Linked DNA regions of Mus musculus: region 2 is linked to region 1. Evidence: chromatin contacts called from public promoter capture Hi-C data. All regions are on one chromosome and are shown on one strand. Each heading gives the region's core, a stretch centred on a gene start, on an enhancer-like site or on the middle of the called end of the contact. The rest is flanking DNA. Distances are from core to core; before and after follow the strand shown.

Region 1 (3,069 bases), core at 63-2,562:
GTGTGCAGCTATTAAATTAACAACTTTATTTAAATTGTGATCTCTTTTAATTCTAGTGCAGGCACATGGAAGAGCCCCTTCTTTGTGTGTGCTTGACAGTCATTAGGAAACATGAACTCTCATGCACACTAATGTGAACAAGAAGGAACACTCAACTCCCCAAATGTACACGTGTCTTCTGCTGCAGCAGAATATAGCATGGCATTTTTAACTGCATTCTGGGCTTGCTTCTCACCAGCTTGATTTTAATAGACTGTAGCAGAATCTTTGGGAAAGCTCCTCCACAAGTTTCACTTATGAAAATGAGCCTGTTCTCCTAACCATAGACATTAGCCAAGATTCAGAGGCTAATCATATGCACATATTTAGGTAATGCTGTAATAGGCCCATAGTCGATTTTGTGGACCCATGTGCTGAATGCAATGTGGATAACATAAAATATTGTTGGAATATGACACCATATGATTGATTCTGTTAAAACCAGTTGGTACTGCACAAAGCTACACAAGATTAACTTCACAGAAACATGCAGAATACTGGCAGCATAGGTAACCATGAGGCCCTATAAGGAAACCAAATGTTTCCTTCTATCCATTATCCTTCTAATTCTGGACAGCTTCCTGTGCTTTAGCTGGCTCATATTCCAGTAGCTCTTTAGTAACTAATAGAAACCTTCCCAGAGACTTGCCTCCATAAACCATGCTAATTGCAGTTTTCAAAACCTGACAGTGAGTTTTTCTAACAGACCCCATGGTGCTAACTAACTGTCCTAGGATAATTAATTTTGGGTGTGGTTGGAATAGCACTATTGAAGGACTCCACAAAAGAGATTACATTTTTCTACATTGGTAAGGGTTGGGACTGTGCAGTGAAAATTTCTAGCTAGCTACAGGTTTCCTAAGTAGAACTAAATCCCAGCCCTTTGGAGAAGGGGCAGTAATTTGAGAGGTATTAGAGGTTTCGATAGAGAAAATGACAGAGGAGACAAGGGAGGGGATGAAAGCTGCACCCTTCCATGCGCCACGCACATTTTCCCCAATGCATCCTTAGGATGCAATTTTGAAAATCTATCAAGTACCTGACACTTGGGTAGAAACCTTCTAGTAGGTACCCTGACTCTTGAGAAATAGCTAGTATTACCTCCATTTACCCATCTGCTCCAAGCTCCTTGTCTCCTATCAAAGCCTCCCTCCTGCCATTGCGCAGTTTTGGTGCAGAATCACCAGGTCCACTTTCGCAAACCCACGGGAGAGGCTGGGTTGGGCGGGGTCGCCTTGTCGCAGAGCCCAACTGCGCCTGCGCGGACTGCGGCAGAAGGCGGGGTGTGAGAGGCGAGCATTCTGAGACTAGCGTTCACAGTCGGCTAGAACCTTCGTTCTTGCCCACCACCTCTAATTTCTGCTCCTGCGACTTGCTCGGGCCTGGCAGCAGCAGCATTCCTGCTCTAGCGGCAGTTCCGTGCAGAGGCGCCTACATACCTCTCCCCCTCGTCTGTGAGATCGCGGGCCTGTCAGTGTCAGCTTCCACACGTCGGTCGACAGGACCATGTCGCTGGTAAGCCAGAATTCGCGCCGCCGCCGCGGTGGAAGGGCCAATGCGCGCAGAAACAACGGGAAGGGTCACCCTGCTGCTGTGCCAGGCCCAGACGTCCCTCGGGATCGCAACGATCCTAAGATCCTCCAGGGCCTCCGCGCCTCTGAGGGCCCTGGCACCTCCATGCTGCCCACCCCCCGGGAGGGCCCAAGCGCCTCTGTGCCGCCCACCGCCTCAGAGGGCTCAAGCGCCCCTAGGCAGTTCATCATTTCCCAGGGGCCGAACACCTCCGAGATGCCCACCTCCAGGAAGGGTCGGGGCGCCTCCCGGCCTCCTGCAGTTTCCGCAGGGCTGAACACCGCTATGTCAATCACCGCCTCGGAGGGCCCGAATAGCCCTGTGCCGCCCACTGCTCCTAAAGGCTCAAAGGCCTATGAGCATCTCCCTGTCTCAGAAGGGCTGGCCATCTCTGAGCAGCGTCACTCTGATGGGGGCCCTAACATGGAGCCCACCCTGGGTGAGGGCCCGGGAATCTCGGTGCCGCCCACCTTCTCTGAGGAATCGGGCATTTCTGATGAGGGCTTGAGCATCTTTATGTCGCCCAACATCTCGGAGGGACCGGGTATCAACGAGCCCTACTCCGTTAGTGAGGACCCAAGCACTTCGGTGCCGCCCACTGACTCTAATGGACTGGGCATCAACCTGCCGCCCACCTTCGGTGAGGGCCTGAGCATCTCTATGCTGTTCTCCGCTTTGGAGGAACCCGACATCTTTGCGCCGCCCCCCTCCGCTGAGGGACTGTTCGCCTCCATGTCGCCCCCCTCCGGTGAGATCCAGAGCTCCTGGGTGTCGCCCATCATAATGGAGGGATGTAACGTCAACGTGCCGCCCACCTCCAAAAAGGGACTGCGCACCTCGGTGCCATCAGCTGCTTGTGAGAGCCCGAGCACCTCAGCCGAGGGCCTGAGCTCGTCCCTGTCATCCATTTCTGCTGAGGGCTTCTGCAGCTCGCTGGCGCCATGCGCTGCGGAGGGATCCTGTGAGCTGCTTCCCTGCGGGGAGGGCCGGAGCACCTCGGAGCTGCACTGCCTGGGGGAGGGGTCGAGCACCTCGCAGATGTCCCTAGCTGCCGAGGGCCCTAGCGCTTCTGGGATGCCCACTGAAGCTAATAACCCCGAGGAAGCACTGAGCTGCTGTGCTTCTGAGCGCAGGAACAAGAGCACCTCCCGTGCTCTGCAAAAGGCCAAGGATCCATCTGTACGCCCAAAGCGTGAAGACCGCTTCCTGGATTTCCAGGTCCTGAGAGACAGTAAGAATTCCAACTCCATCACCATTATGGGCCTGGGCACCTCCCGCGTTGCTCTTACCTTGAAGCCTCAGGATCCCATGGAGCAAAACGTAGCAGAATTGTTGCAGTTTCTGCTGCTGAAGGATCAGACCAAGTACCCTATCAAGGAATCTGATATGAGGGAATTCATTGACAAAGACTATCGCCACCAGTTCCCGGAGATCCTCAGACGAGCAGCAGTCCACCTG
Region 2 (2,961 bases), core at 258-2,757, 2.3 Mb after region 1:
TTCATTTACAAAGTTAGTAGGAAGACAACTACATATTTTTGACCTTGTGTCATTTAATTAAAACCTCAACAATGCAAGGGGGGTGTTACTTTTGAGTTCTAAAATGTGTGATACACAAAAGCTAGTTTGATTGCAGTTAAATATCGGAAGTTTCCATGATGAAAGTTCTGCGGCAGCGCACATTGGCATTCCAAATTGTATGCATAATTATGTTTTACTATATGCATTCAGATGTCACTCAAAGCACTTTTCAAATATCCAGTCTGAACCTAGAAGAGAAAACTCTCTAAAGACACCAGGACAAGTTAAGGCAGATCGAGCTCCAGTACTGCAGATTCCACAGAAGTAGAAGAAAATATTATCACTTTTTCAAACTAAGATTTAACTGAGGAAAAAGAGTTTATCGACACTACAAACATGGTTGGCATTAAAAGGAAATATAAATTTGTCTAGATGAACAACCTAGGAAGAGAGAACTTCTCCAGTGCCTGGAAAATGAATTGTTTAAATAGCAACATGGATATGCTTCACATGGCTATATGAGGGATATTGCTAAAAAAATAATAAAAAGTAAAAAATAATAACAACCAAAACAATAAGATCTCAAATTTTATTTTTAAACGTGATTTATCAAGAATTAAAACCAATATATGTTTTAATAGCTCCATTATCTAACCCTTAACACTAACTAAAATTGTGTGTGTGGGGGGGTGGTGTGCGCGCGCGCGTGCACAGACACACACGCGCGCGCGCGCGCGCTCATGCGCGTGCAGAAACACACTTTCCCCAGAACATACAGTTTGGAGTTCAGGCTGCCCCTTGCCTCCATTCAACCGCCACAAAAGCAGTCCTACAAAGACAGAGATTCATATAACTTTACCCATGTCAAAAATAAAGAACAGTTAAGTCTCTTGCCCTTGTTCACTCCGTGTGGCTGCTCGGCCCCTGTAGCTATAATTGCTTCTCTGGATAATTCCATAACCCATTTCTCAGAACAAATGACATGCAGGAATTTCTTCAAACTCCTTCCAACAACTTCCCTGGGGTAGGTGGTGTTAAGCGATAGAATCGCATGGATGCAGAGGGAATAAGTTGAAGCAGAGTAAAAGGTGACCCACTCAACTCAATGCAGATTGGCCTGCCTGGAACTCCGCTGCAGGGCAGCCAACAGTTTACTCTCTGCACCTGCATATTCCCCCTTTTCTCTCCATCCCCAAACCCCAGAAGACAGAGGTGGGCCCAGTGGGAACTACCTTGCCAGTCAGGATTTGAGCTCGGACAGTGCGACTGACGAGCGCCTCTACATCTTGCCGCGCCTCCTCCTTTTGCACCGCCGTAGGGGTGTTGAAGGCGATCTTCACCATGGTGAATCTTCGGGCTGCGCGGTAAGGCGCGGCTCGAATCAGTATCTTGGGCTGCAGGTTGAAAGAGGAGAGGATCGCGCTTGCTTGAGCAGCACTTAGTGTCTCCTCTCCCAGTCTTCCACAGGCAGCAGCGAGCTCAGGTCTGGGCTTACTTATGACGCAGTCCCAGGCTGGGTGGGAGAGGGTGGGCGGGGCCAGGGAGGTGCTGAGGGAGGAGCGGGAGGGGGCCCGAGCTCTGCAGTGCAACCGAGTGGGGGTGGGTAGCTGCTTAGTTGGAAAGAGAGGGGAACTGGAGCTGATGGCCGGCTTAGGGTAGACATGCCTCACCTGCACCCCAGGCATGCTCCTACTGCCTTCTGCACCCTCAGATAAGAGCAAGGCAGGAAGGAAGCTTGCCTGTCGTGTCTTTCTGCTTCTGTCTGGACCACAATAGCCCCTGACTCTGTTTTCCCAAACTTGGGCCTGGCCCCCCGCGGGGCCAGGGACTGTAACTTGGAGCCAACCCAAGGTTTCTGAGTTCTGCAACCCACCCAGGCCAGAAAGCACAGTTCCCTGACTGTTCTACACCTTTAGACTATCTTCCGTTTAAAGAACACCCAGAAGTCAGTTTGTAGTTGCTTGTTTCATAGTCCAACATTGTTTTTCCTTTCATGCTTTTTGTTTTCTTTTATAATTTTATTTTTCCAACTTAAAGCAATGTTAGATGAGGAAGACGGGGCTTTTGTCTCCCTAACTCCTCATTTTGCAGACAGGACATGATAAGATCCAGAGAAGGGAGGGTAGAAAGCTCTTTCCTAATGAATCAGTGAAATAACCCAGATTTCTTTCTCCCTGATCGGGATAGCCAGAGTAAGGTCTCAGCCCAGAGCCTGTTTCTCTTCAGCCACCAGCTGTGTAACCAGCGGGGGGTGGGTAGGGGGAAGCAGGGGTGTGTGTACCTATGTGTTCAGGGATGTAGGGCATACACAATATAACCAGATGCTGGTGTGGCTCTCATAGGAAAACTATCTGACGGACTGGCTTACAAAGCATTGTGAAGATTTACATGGATATCCGTCTAGTAGAGTTAAAGTGTTTCTTCAGTCAGCTCTCTTAAACTGGTGACATAAAGAGCCTAACTAATGAAATTCAAGCTGTGGTGGCTGGTGATTTAGAGTTGGTGGTAGAGAGTTTATAAATAGTCTTGCTACATAAAACAGAATAGAGGTCTGTTGTATGAAGGGAGCAATACAAAACAAAGCCCCAACAAAACAAAACAAAACACCGTTTTACTAGAGAATTCCCCACCTACTCATCAACTTAACTGAACAGACTTGAATATGCTGAGTTGCTTCCCTTCTGTCCAAGAAATTCTAACTTGGAGTTTTTCCCATGGAGATTGTTTTGCCTCTAAAGCCCTCTCCTGTCTTGACTGTGGGGGCTTTGCAAAGACAGAGTTCATATTCTCTGATAGGTCACAGATGGGAAGGTGGATGGAGAGGAACAGTAAGGAGCTTGTGCCTTGCACAGGGTCAGGACCTTAGAAGCAGGATGTCAGAGTTTACTTAGAAATACTGGCATCTTTTGCTCTTTCACTTTTTACCTAAGTCTGACTATC

What was found. Promoter capture Hi-C pulls out the DNA fragments that hold promoters and counts their contacts.
Region 2: a promoter capture Hi-C map of liver shows a contact between it and region 1, with 6 times the contacts expected there. The contact joins the promoter of Itm2a here to the promoter of Magee1 in region 1. A contact is called at or near these places in 2 of 39 promoter capture datasets (hippocampal neurons and liver) and 1 of 115 datasets of contacts at active chromatin or transcription factors (astrocytes).

What each region holds. Positions count from the first base shown.
Region 1 is chrX:105,119,066-105,122,134 of GRCm38.p6, forward strand. It overlaps Magee1 (melanoma antigen, family E, 1), which reads left to right and starts at 1,313. Exons shown (of 1, transcript NM_053201.4): 1 at 1,313-3,069. The coding sequence starts at 1,546.
Region 2 is chrX:107,401,853-107,404,813 of GRCm38.p6, forward strand. Itm2a (integral membrane protein 2A) reads right to left here and starts at 1,508. Exons shown (of 6, transcript NM_008409.2): 1 at 1,254-1,508. The coding sequence starts at 1,364.